3 separate regions of the Gasterosteus aculeatus genome follow, and regions 2 and 3 are each linked to region 1. The links are chromatin contacts, called in public Hi-C maps. All regions are on one chromosome and are shown on one strand. The core of a region is the stretch at or near the end of the contact, and the rest is flanking DNA. Distances in the headings are between cores, read along the strand shown.

Region 1 (4,244 bases), core at 1,095-3,594:
AAACAACAAGTGGTGGAGTATTTTAACGTTTTTAGAACCAAAAAAGCATGAGAAATGTTTTCTTCCTCCTGGGAAGGAGGTGTGGGGGGTTAATCCAGGGATGTCAAACATACGACCCACGGGCCGAATCCTGCCCGCCGGGGGGGTTAACCACGTTAAACTACATGTGGTTCCACCTGAAAATGGCTCTACGTACAATTACGACTGATAAAAGAAGAAGAGCGACTGTTTACGAGCCGCAACGTTAGGAAACCACCGAGAGCGGTTCGGTCTCGATTTGAGTCCTCAGGAACCAGCTAAATTCCACTGATGTCACATTTGCTTTAACTTTCCACGCGACCAGGTGTTAGAGATGAACATTTCCGCGGCGTCTCTGTCTCATCCACGCTTTGTGTGATCAAGGTCTTCCCTTATAAAGAAGTGGAGCCGGCTTCCATGTTGGAGGACGCTGCTGCTCTGTGAGAAGCCCTTAATGCCTCCTCACCAAGCCTTTCTATTCATGCGGCTGCAAAACACCCCACGTGCTGTGGCTGGAAACACAAGGGACGGCCGTGGTGTTTTCCAAAAGATATTCCATTTGAAAAAGCAGTATTGCTGCTGTAGATACAAGCAGGGAGACGTTTGCGGTGTGAGGACACGTTGCTCGGGGGTCTCTGTGAGGGGCAGTTCTCCACTGGGTGTTTCTGGTGACCGTCTCTTGCTGTTGTAACCTTTCTGTGGTATAGTTTTTGGCGGCGCACTTAAACAGCCTACCAGCGGAAGGCCTTAAATCGCTTGAAATTCACACTGTAAATCATATAATTATTACTCATCATGCAGCTGAGCTTTGCTCAAACATTGCAAATTATTTTTAAAATCCTTGTTGAAACCCGAAGGTTTCCAGCAACAACCAAACGGCAGTCTGACATGTGAGGCAACAAGAGTGAAATGATGCAAGGGACCTCTAACATGATCCATTTCATCTGTCAGTGCAGCCACACAATAATAGGGTCTTGGGTTTGAATACACCGTGCATGAGGCTGAATTACAAACTGGGATGAGTCGGCCCCCAGGTCCCCCAGAAAACATACGTTTGCTGCATAGCAATTGGTTCGTGGGACTTTGATTACTTGTAACAGAGAAAGCGTGACAAACGAAGGCCTAAAGGTGGGAGCTGCTTTACCGTGTAATCCAAAGAGTCTGTTTCGAAGGGCGTCCCCGTGCCGAGATCCAGCTACAAGACCAAGATTACTTCACAGGGCTTTACTTACAAGTTGCATATTCCGAAGTTGATTTGGATTTAATCCCTTCAGCGCAAAGTAACCCTGGAGCACAGGTAGTATTCTATCACCTGGAATGAAGGACGTGATGACGGGCCAGACGTTTATTTTTGTCCACTTGACCTTCTAAGATTAATACAGACATGATTAAGGTCTATGTGCTAAATAGGAAAATACGAAATTGTGAAATTGTCATGCATGTGTTTTGTAGCATTGAAACTACTCAGATAAATGAATAATCTTCATGTATGTAGAGGAAATGACAATAAAGTAACAGACAACAGGACAGGATGAAAAAAGTCTTAAGCACACACTTGGATTTAAAACTCGCCACATGTCGGTGATGGAAAGGAATTTGTACCCACCAGTGAGTCATTTGCAGGTTATGAATTCATTTTGAAATTGAAACATAATGTTGAAACTAGCAATGACCAATCATGAGTATAAAATGTACTAACCACCGTCAGCTGTAGAAATCTCTCAGTAGAACAAAGACACAGAAACACCTTTGAAAGTGAGATTCTTTTCACTCTCTATCGCACAGTAAAAGCAATTTGCAATGTCACAGCAATTATAAAAGTTGCTTAGCAACACTGAAGCAGGCAGTATTAATGCGTGTAAATATGATTGCATGCAAACTGAAGTACATGTGAGGGACAGTTTTCTCAATCAAGGTTGTCCAGTGGCACTTTCATAATACCCCCCTCCCCCACTTTTTGGGACCCTTGAACATTTTGAAAGAAAAACTATTGAATATTTTGTGAAACGCTTGGCTTAACACGATCTAACAGAGACATCTGCTGGAAAGCAGACTGAGTTACACCTCTATAGAAAAAAAAAGTGACGATTAAATATTGTGATGAATGAACTAACGTGACACTGTAAATTCAAAAGAAAGTGTGATATAGACCCGTGTTAGATATGTGTTATACATGGGTTTTAATATTGTTTGCCCTTCAAACGCGCCCCGTGGTTTAATAATATTTGTGATGTTACGTAGGACCAATCATATCTGCTCTTCATTCCCCCTCGACCAATCAAAAACAGGCTTGTTTGTGGGGGGGAGTTCCGTCCGTCGAAAGCTGCCTCAGCGAATATTTCTAGAGCTCCAATGCGAACGGATAGGTCTAAGTAGAGGCGGAAATGTTTGGCAGATCTGTGATCTGCGCAGGCGCGGCGGCCATTTTTTTTAATGCGTGCAGCCGAATGTGTCAAACTGTCCCACACACGGCACGAGAGGACACCGGCCCGGGATGCACAACCAGAATGAGGTGGAATTATTAACACCATTTGTTTAAAACCGGGTAGCCCCTCTAGCCTGTGAGTACAAATACCAAAAAAACATCAGTTGCGAAGCCATGTTTCGACAAACGAAGGTGGTGCTCCAGAAGCTTCTGCGTCTACGGTGAGTTAACGTTAGCGAACGAGTTGCCAGTCAATGAAATACAACTTTTTTCACAAAGTGTCTTTGCCGGTGTGACTGAATTCATAACGAAACTTTGACCATTGTGGAAATGTGACGTTGGGTTTTTGACTGATGCAACATTACCGTTACGTTAACCTTCACGTTAACTAACGTTAGTTTGCTGACGTCACTTGGTGGTTAACGGGTTGTTTACGGTAAACCAACCTCAGGTTAACGGTTAGCTTAACTGCACTCAACCGGTGGGGAAGTATGAGTTACTGTTAAGTTAGCTAGCTTGAGTTAGTTAACGTTAACTAACCGGCATGTTAAGTCATTTTCTGAATTGAAGGATGAAAAACCAGCCAATGGTTTTAATTTCAGTCACTACTTTTCACCTTTTTTTGATCAGTCGTGGCTGCATTTGCGTTTTGAACAGATATATTTGTATAACAGAGGGAACCTCTGATTAAACTGCATCACCTTGAACAATATTAAGCATTTGTCTGTTTTCTTCTTCCAGCTTCAATAGACCGCAGCAAGCCTGGAGGCTGCAGAGCTCTTTAGTAAACGAGAAGGCTTGTCAGTACCAACCGGGGCAGAACATCCACGGCTTTACTGTCAAAGAGGTAAAGAAACGTCATTCAAGCCTCCATAAATCATTTTTTTGAGGGTCAAGATGTCATTGTTTCGAGGTTTGATTCGGTGTCTGTTCCTCTAAGGTTGTCGGGGTCCCTGACCTGTTCATCACAGCAGTGAAGCTGACCCACGATCAAACCGGAGCTCAGTACCTCCACGCAGCCAGAGACGACTCCAACAACCTCTTCAGGTCGCCTCGTGTTCTCTGTGCAGTCGCGCTGAAACGGCAGCGTCTCTTTTTCTCTCCAGCTTAGTGAATTGGACCAAAAAAAACAACCAATGCCTCTCTTTTGTGTTTCAGTGTCCAGTTCAGAACGACCCCCCTGGACAACACGGGCGTCCCGCACATCCTGGAGCACACGGTGCTTTGTGGATCCAAGAGGTACCCCTGCAGGGACCCTTTCTTCAAGATGCTGGACAGGTCGCTGTCCACCTTCATGAATGCTTTCACAGGTATACATCAATGGGACCCTAAATGAGGGGGGGTGTGCTTGCACCCACAGGAATGTTGTGAATTTAAAATCAATCAGGGAGTCTTGGGGGGGTCAATGTCCCTTCATCCTCAAGGGGGGCCCTGACAGGAAGAGGTTTGGTAACTGGTTGTTTTTTGTTTGTTTGCTGGTGAACAGCCAATGACTACACCATGTATCCGTTCTCAACGCAAAATGGGAAGGACTTCCAGAATCTTCTGTCGGTCTACCTGGACGCAGTTTTCTTCCCTATTTTACGAGAGCAGGACTTCTGGTGAGTTATTACATGTTACGATGCTTAAACGGCTCATTTATATCTTCGTAAAACACGTAGCCAAAGTAGAATGTTGTGGTTTCTTATCTTGACCGTCAGTTTGTCACCGTGTTTCCTCCGAGTACGCTGAAGCAGACGAGCAATGAGCTCTGCTCACTCAGCAGGTCTGAAACCAACTGAATGTCTTGATTCCTCAGTCA
Region 2 (4,244 bases), core at 784-3,283, 220 kb before region 1:
CCAGATCCAGGCCCCGGACGTGATGCCCACCAGGAGGCACATGAAGTACTTGAGCATGAACACGGCGTAGTCCGGCCTCGGCCGGCTCGGGTCCGCCACGCACGTGCAGTTGTGCGTGATTTCCCACGCCTGTCGGTTGTGCTGCTCGTAAAAGTAGCAGGCCACTATGACGGTGGCCGGGACGGTGTAGAGAACTGTGAAAACCCCGATCCGGATCATCAGCCTCTCCAGCTTGTCGGTCTTGGTGCCCCCTTGCTTGATGACGCTCCTGATCCGGAACAGGGAGACGAACCCGGCCAGCAGGAACATGGTCCCGATGAACAGGTAGATGACCAGCGGGGCCAACACGAAACCCCGCAGGTTATCCAAGTTCTGGTTTCCCACGTAGCAGATCCCGGCCACGGAGTCCCCGTCCACGGAGCTCAGGGCCAGAACTGCTATGGACTTCATGCTGGGGATGAGCCAGGCTGCCAAGTGGAAGTACTGCGCGTAACTGGCGATCGCCTCGTTCCCCCACTTCATGCCGGCGGCCAGGAACCAGGTGAGGGACAGGATCACCCACCAGATGGAGCTGGCCATGCCGAAGAAGTAGATGAGCAGGAAGACGACGGTGCAGAGCGCAGGACCCGTGGTCTCGTAGTGGATGTGCTCCGCGCCGTTCTCCCGGTTGCACGCCACTTCCTCGTGACCCGCGATCAGCCTCACGATGTAGCCAACGGACACGAACATGTAGCACGCGGAGAGGAAGATGATGGGCCGCTCCGGATACTTGAACCTCTCCATGTCGATCAAAAAGGTGGCCACGGTCGCGAAGGTGGAGATGAAACACAGGACGGACCACAGGCCGATCCAGAAGGCGGTGAAAGTCCTCTCCTCCTGGGTGAAGAAGGGGCTGCGGCACGGCACGGCGCAGTTCGGGATCTGACCCGTCTTGACGCGGTTGCGCAGCGGGTGCCCGTCGCCGGTCACCGGCACCATGGGCGCGCGGCAGAAGCAGCCCGGCTCGCACGGGGACGCCGCCGGTTTGTGCTTCCCGTTGCCGCTCTTCTTCCTGGGGTTGTACGGCTTCGGGGGTCGGTTGCTCGGCTTGGCCAACACGGGAGACGCCGTGGTGGTCTGGCTGCGGTTGTAGTCCATGCACAGCGTGTCCTGGTTGCCTTGCTCGGGCAGCAGGTCGCACCGCATCCGGTCCGGCCACGGGAACCCGTACTGCCTCATGAGCGGCGCGCAGCCGGCCTTGGCTCGCTCGCACACGCTCCGGCACGGCGGCAGCGGCTTCTTGTAGTCCTCCAGGCAGATCGGCGTGTACATGCTGCAGAGGAAGAAGCGCAGGTCCGGGGAGCACTTGATCTCCACCAGCGGCCAGAACTGGTGCACCTCCAGGCCGGCTTCGTCCTGCGTGTCGTGGTTGAACTGGTTGGGCATGTAGGTGTAGTTGTAGCCGATCCCCTTGCACAGAGGCACGGAGATCTCCTGGCACTGGAGCTCCTTGGCCGCCATGCAGCCGTGCGCGACCAGCGCCACCAGCGCGCACCAGCCCGGGATGCTCCTCTCCATCGCGGCGCGCTCAGTCCAGGGAGGCTGCAGACGTCATGCTAGAGAGATAGTTTGTGATGGTCCGTTACTTTCACACAGTCTAGTCTCCCCCCCCTCTCTCTCGCTCTTTGTGTCACTGCTGCACCGAGGCTGTCTGTGCACGCTCCTCCACTGGTGGGTGCGTTGGGTTTTATACAGCAGTGGCGAAGACACACCTCCGGCATGGGCGGGGAGGGGGAGAACAAGTCAACCAAGCGCTTCTTATGTTGGGTGTTTGTTTAAAATGTTCACCCTGGAGGAAGGGTTATAATCTCTGCTAACACACACACGCACACACACACACGCACGCACGCACACACAGAGCCCTGTATAAACAACAAGGAGAGGGCTGATTATCATACAATAGATGCATTAGGGAGAAATGTGATTAGCATACAGACAGTAGTAAGGAGTCTGCCTCCCCACTCATTAGTCTGACGGATACAGGAAGTACCTGAATGCACATCACAATAAAAATTAAAACCGCCGTTTCCTTTCTTCATCTAAATGTTTTGTTAACCACCGGAGGTCATGATACCCAAACACACTTTATATATAATATGTCTCTGCTCATATTGAGTGGCAATTTTCTTGCAACTTGAACCCAAGTATTAATGGCCTGTGTTTCTATTTGGCAGGCTGGCGTTCTTCATGAAGCCAGATGTTTTGGGGACCACACAGGTCCGACCCTGAAGAGCTGTACTCAGGTTTAAGTCCTGCAACTGCAAGATGCTAGATATAGAATCTCTGCCCTGCCGTGCATCTCTAAATACAGACATTGATTACATTTCTTAATTGTGAGGCAGAATACTGCAGCTTTTTTCGGTGTAAACAAATACAGCTGGAGGTTCCTCGTGTCCTCTGTTCCTTATTCCAGTTGATCTGATATTTTTTTCTCTTAAAATGATCTTTTCAGGAAGACGAATGGAAGTCATCAAATTCAAATCAGTCAAAATGTCATCGAACAACGAACGCTATGCAAAAATAATCATCAATCATTGTTACGGTTTACAGTCAAGAATCTTATTTCATTGTCTGTTCTGTCGTGGTGAGGAAAACCTTTTGTTCAGCCACATGGGGGGCGAACTCTTTTGGTAGATGTTTTTTGTTTCCTGCTATTATAACGTATTATAACACACGAATATCATGTCTAACTTTTCACATTACGGTAGTTTATTGCAGTTTTTCTACCTGATTTAATTTAACTCAAACTATTCAATACTGTCTCTGAACCAAAATAAATGTTACTTATTAAACTATGAATAAGTGAAGTTAAAACAGGCAGTGATGGTCGGATGATGTCAGATGACGTACAAATAATAAGACATCAACTGTTTACACTGTTCAATACAGTGCAAACTATTCGTATTGTGCCCAAACGATATCTTTCTCTAGGTTTACGGTAAGATCATTATTTTATCTGCTTTAATTGTCCGTGCGTCAATTATTCATCTGCGAATAGTTGTGGAAGCCACAAGGGCGCAGCGGCCTGGTGCTGTGATGTCACTTCCTGTCTCCTCTCAGTCCGACGCTGAACGGGAAAAAAACCCACGTGTCTACACGCGCATGTGTGTAACAGCAAGAGAGTATTCAACGGGACCAGAGGACGTGTGTGTGTGTGTGTGTGTGTGGTAAGGGAGGTTAATGTGGTCTTGTTAGCTCACAGCGGGGGGGGGGGGGTCGTCTTGGTCTCAAGGGAGGGAGGGGCTGTTTGTCTAAACGCTGGTGCTGATGCTTCACTCGGAGCACGCTGGGCCGGCGATCAGCGGGACGCACCGCTGGGCCCCCCAAAAAACAGGACGGTGTGTTTGTTTGCGTGTTTGTGTGTCAGCACTTAAGCCGACCGGCATTGTGACGGCACTAATTAAACCCATTTGCACGTCTCATTGGATTCCTCCTCTTTAAATGCAGGTGGGACTGTTTGTCAGACGGGCGGGTTTCTAACGCGCAGGTTTGTTCCAATCACAACGAATTAGCCCCAAACTCCAATATTTGCTGAAGGGGGCTTGTTTTAGCTCAGTTTGGGGTCCCGGGGCGGGTGTTTTGTTTTGTGTTACTTAGAGTAAAACGCTTGGGGATGAATTTAGCTTGAGATACTTTCTTCTTCTTCTAACCTCTTGCCACTTGCTGTCTCCTATTACACAGTTCTCACAACGAATCAGACAAAACAATCAAAGACTCGATTTGTTTGCGTTAACTAATGAAGTCCCTTTGCCTCTGGATCATAAAATAAACACTGACATCTGGCTTCGGTCTTCAGTGGGAAGGTTAGTTGCCATTTTCAGCCTCTCCAGCTCGGTCGACAGGGATGGAAACGCGACACCCGGGTGGACGCGCTCGTTGTCACCCCAAGGTGCCACACGTCGAAGTGTCACCTGTGATGGATTGAATCATCATAGTCCAGGGATTTGGACAATAACATCATTTCTAACCAGTAACTGTGGCCTCAGGACTTTAAACTTACAGGTCATTTCCAACACGCTTCATTGTAACGCAACAGTAAGACCACATAGCAACCGCATAGCAACCGCACCAAACCGCCAAACCCCTGAAGCCAGTGTGCATGACTCGCCAATGGGGGGGTCAGAGCATTTAGCTGTACGTTCGTCCCCAGCCGACATTTTGTCCGTCTTTCTGCGACTGAACGAGACTCCTCAGACGTCCCACTG
Region 3 (4,244 bases), core at 669-3,168, 140 kb before region 1:
GTTGTCGGAATAAACGGACTCCGCGCTCCGTCTCACACGAGCTCAATCCGGTTTGTAATAACTTGTAATAACGGGCTGAAGATTCACGCCGCTGAAGGCTGATAAAATGCTTATCTGTGATTAAAAATCACTCTTCTCACATCATTAATATGCTTATTAGATTTTCTTTTTTCCCTACTTCATCTGATGGAGAGATTATCGTTTGCTTAATGGCGGCGGCGCGGCTCATATCGGCCATCGGCCCGGCCCCCGGGGTCAAACTCGCTCCGGGACGCCGAAACTTTCATCTCCGCGTCTCGTGTCACAGAGATCAGCAGGAAGGGGGGGGGCGAGAGGGGAGACGTACATATCTGACCTTTAAAAGAAAGCGAACGTTTTCTCCCCGCAAACCCGTGACAACCATCGTGAGCGGGCCGCTCCGCTCTTGACCTTTTCTCCGCCGCTCTCCTGAGTGACAGTTGGACACCAGTCGGCCTGGCGAGTACGCAGTGACCCAAAGGTCGCAGGTCCAACTGAAGCTCGGGGATATTTAGGAAAACACGCGGGGGCGAGCGCTCGACGTCGCGGCCCGGTTCCTTCGACAGGATGTTTTGAAGTTTGGACTGAATTTAAGGCCTCGAGGCCCCCCGTCCCCCCCACCTGTCCGTCCGCGTGGGCCTTTGTCTGACTTTGCTCAGCGCTGTGACTGTTTGAGACGTCGCTCACGCTGCGGTCATTTCAGTGAAGGTGTGACTGAGAACAGTGAAATTAGCTGGAAATATTCTCTGGAAATGTGACTGTCTCTTTGGAGGGAAGTCATTTGAATTTCTCTTCATCCTTTTCTGTTCTTAAATTCAGACGTTCTGTCTCAGCAGTCGAGCAGCTGACCTTTGACCTATTTTACTGGGCGCAGAAGCGATGCTGCGAGGAAGACATACAAGCAAAGCAGTCGTTCCTAATGAGACAAAGATCAGATACTTGATGATCAATATTACGAATACAAAAGCCACAACGAGGAAAGTTAAACTCCAACGGCTTTCTGTCAAAAGGAAACAAAATGTTGGAAGCGGAATAGCTGCATGGTAGCAGCATTAATAGCATTATAGTGCTAACAACGTCATAAAACAAGCCCCAAGCATGAAAGCATCACTTTCTGTGGGGCAAAAGAAAAGTTCTGCACTAAGTGCTTTATAGTTGAGTGAGTAATAAAAGCAAGGTGGAAATATGAGCAGTGAAACTGTGGGAGACTAATGAACACGAAGGGTAGATAATAAAACAAAGACAATAAAATGGATACAGGACAATAAAAATATTAAAAAACAACATTTTCAAAGAAACACAATAAATGAATATAAACTTTGATGAACTGCTGAGCAGATGTTATTAATTGGAGTGAGTAACTGACTGCTGTGGGTTCATTTTTATTTCAACTGTGTTTTTTACATGCTATAATAATAGTATAACAGTATATATAATATTATATGATATTGTACGTATTTTAGTTGCTGAACACTTGACCAGGTTATTTTCCTCTCTGGAGCAGCACTGATGTGCTGTTTTTCCACTCAGCAGCTCACAAGTCCTCGGCTGTGTGTTACGTGTATCCAGCTGCTAATGTGTAGTATAATAACCCTTATTGTCCCTGGGGGGTTGGGGGTGGAGGGGGGTGGAGGGGGAGGGGGGGGCAGTGCAATTGGTGTAATGAAATTAGTGCAGACGCGAGCTGCCAAGTCTGCAGCTCGCTTGTGCTTTTATTTTGATACCCTGTGGCGAGCGGCACATTTTGGAGACATATGACCATCCCACCCCCCCCCCCCCCCCGTTCCCCAACATGCATTGCAACGCACTGCAGTCCTGTCAGTCAGCGTACTGACACACTCTGCATTCCCCCCCCCCCCCCCCCGTCTCTGCATGCTGGGTTTCATTTTAGCGCTCGCAGTAGGTGCCAAGAAAGAAACTCCCAGGATTAATGCTGGGCTCATTTCCCAGGTCAGGTTTTCATTGATTGATACAGAGTACAATTACATAACCTGCAATGCATAACCCCCCACCCCCCTTCCCGGCAATTATTAGTATGATTTCCTTTATTGGGCCCTGCGTGAACTCCTGGGACCGGCTCCCTCGTTGCACTGCCGGCCATTAAAGACCCGACCTGCCGTTTTCAACGTGTCTCCGCTGCCAGAGTCGCTTTACTGTGACGGTTACACGGCTCGGAATGACAGCGGGATTCTGTCTTTTCTATTTCTCGTGTCTCGGGGTAAAACGAGGCCCGTAATGAGAAGCAATAACACCAGATCGATATGTTCTGTACGTCATGTTCTAACGGGAAAAAAAAAGAAATCCGAGCGTCAAACAAATGAAAATATCTGCCGGCAGACTGAGATCATTGATTGAGTTTTTTTCATTTTGATTTATTTTGAAAAGGTTCTTTCGTTTGGATCAAAACTAAACTACATCGGAGGTTAGAGGAAAAATCTCCCCCCACAGCTTGAATCCTGCTCCCCAGTCGGTCCGAGACGAAGAGAGGAGCTTCCTGTCCTGCTCGGCACCTCGGGCCTCTTTCTTTTATGACATTTTATTGACTTATAGCCTTAATTGATAAATAAATTGAAGTATAAGAAGTGAACTTAAAAGTTACATCTGGAATATTTCTCCAATGGCTGAAAAGCAAAGCACTCAGCAATTTCATCTTGGACATTTTCTGCTCCCATGTTGAACGTCAGTGTGTTTGTACTTGCTGTCGGAGTGAAGAGAGAAATCCGAGTCAACGGTGGATCAGAGGATGAAACCTCCTCCGTGGGCGGCGAGTATGAAACACAGATGAAACCTGCGAGCCGCTCCGTCTGTAAGCTGCCGTCACTGTGTAAACGCCGCCTGTCTATTGGCTAGTCTCACGCGGGGGGGGGGGGGTCCGTCAGACAGACGGGCCCGGGAGCAGGTGGGCTGGCACCGGTCGGGTTCTCCGGGGTTCAGCCGCCTCGCAACTGCAGGTGAAATCAAAGATTTGTGCAAAAAGGTTCTTTTCCGAACGTGATCACACACTTGTAAGTATTCGTCTCATGTGGCCGTTGAGAGCGTGAATGAAACCAAGACTAAAGATGAGAAGAACTTATTTCATTTCATCTCACAGAACGCATGATGGAACGACCTGAGAGTAGAAGAATCTTTGTTTTTAATGTGTTTTTTAGATCTAGATTTTCTTCCTCCAGTTCCCCATAAAAAGACACAGCTGGATTGTTATTCTACGATTTCATCAGTGTTTGTTATTGATCCAATATTTAACAAAAGGCCAACACACACGCACCCACACACACGCAGGTACGATTGGAAAACAAAAACAGAAATACACAAAATCTAGAGAAACCCTCGTCGCACATTAACAACAATACCGACATGATCGTATTTATCCATCACGCTTCTCTGACACGCGTGGAAACACGGCTGGGGAGTCTTGCCGGTGCCGCTCGTCCTCCGGCATTACCATAGATAATGTTTAATTATGCTAATTCAATCGCAATCATTTCGAAAACCAAATGACGACGTTGCCTGAGCTCATGAATATTCATGAGACGCAGCTAAAGAGGTTAATTGTGCGTCATCGGGAGTTGTGTTCGCGGCCTTGAAGGGGAAGGATCGACTGGACTGTGGTGTGGGGGGGGGGGGGGAGAAGGGAGCTGACTCGTCTGATGGCGTCCACCCACTGGAGGTGCGCTTGATTTTAACCCCAGCAGCGTGCAGACTTTTCATCATTTCCGTCACTCAGCATCACATCACATGAGAACCGACATTTTGGCAAGACGGGGCACCATGGAGAGCAGGTCCAGCAGTAGGGTTAGGGTTCCGCCACCGTTCCCTGAATGTGTTCATCATCGTGGTCATTGCCTGGTTAAAAGTTGGCCAGTAAAAGAAGCAGTAAACGGAAGGGTCAGTTCACCCAAATCACATACGAATGTCACTGAGATTCCCCCCTCCCGTTTCAACGGAGGTGAATGCAAACAGAGAGTCAACGGCAACATTTCCAAAAGCAGTGAGTTCTCTTAGTAGCAAGCGATAGCGCCGAGCCGTCTTATTTTAACCCCCGGGATCTCCAGAAACCGTCCAGCTCTTTTCATTTTCTAAAGCTCGGCTGGAAGTGAACCCTCTGATCTGAAGCTGTCGCGTGTGTCTCATCCCGCCGCTTGCAGATCGGATGTGAACGGTTTCCCCGTGTGGAGGTTCTAATATTCTCTGTGGACTCACTCTGTGAAGACGAACTGGAATAGCAG

What was found. Hi-C and Micro-C count contacts between places; a contact is called where the count stands out from the background.
Region 2: a contact with region 1 is called in a Hi-C map of skeletal muscle, with 5 times the contacts expected there. The contact joins the promoter of LOC120815808 here to the promoter of pitrm1 in region 1. A contact is called at or near these places in 3 of 6 Hi-C or Micro-C datasets (skeletal muscle and tail fin).
Region 3: a Hi-C map of skeletal muscle shows a contact between it and region 1, with 10 times the contacts expected there. The contact joins the enhancer-like site here to the promoter of pitrm1 in region 1. A contact is called at or near these places in 5 of 6 Hi-C or Micro-C datasets (blood and trunk muscle, liver, skeletal muscle and 1 more).

What each region holds. Positions count from the first base shown.
Region 1 is chr3:15,717,243-15,721,486 of fGasAcu3.hap1.1, reverse strand. pitrm1 (pitrilysin metallopeptidase 1) reads left to right here and starts at 2,344. Exons shown (of 27, transcript XM_040170326.2): 1 at 2,344-2,664; 2 at 3,185-3,290; 3 at 3,384-3,490; 4 at 3,602-3,753; 5 at 3,930-4,044; 6 at 4,242-4,244. The coding sequence starts at 2,618.
Region 2 is chr3:15,933,310-15,937,553 of fGasAcu3.hap1.1, reverse strand. It overlaps LOC120815808 (frizzled-8), which reads right to left and starts at 2,033. Exons shown (of 1, transcript XM_040170788.2): 1 at 1-2,033. The coding sequence starts at 1,557.
Region 3 is chr3:15,858,880-15,863,123 of fGasAcu3.hap1.1, reverse strand. All of the region lies in intron 2 of LOC144405545 (a long non-coding RNA gene), which reads left to right. Among protein-coding and RNA genes, the nearest start is that of LOC144405545, 6.3 kb to the left of the region's middle. Within about 2 kb of position 1,918, at least 2 of the 9 cell types and tissues checked have open chromatin away from gene starts, as enhancers often do.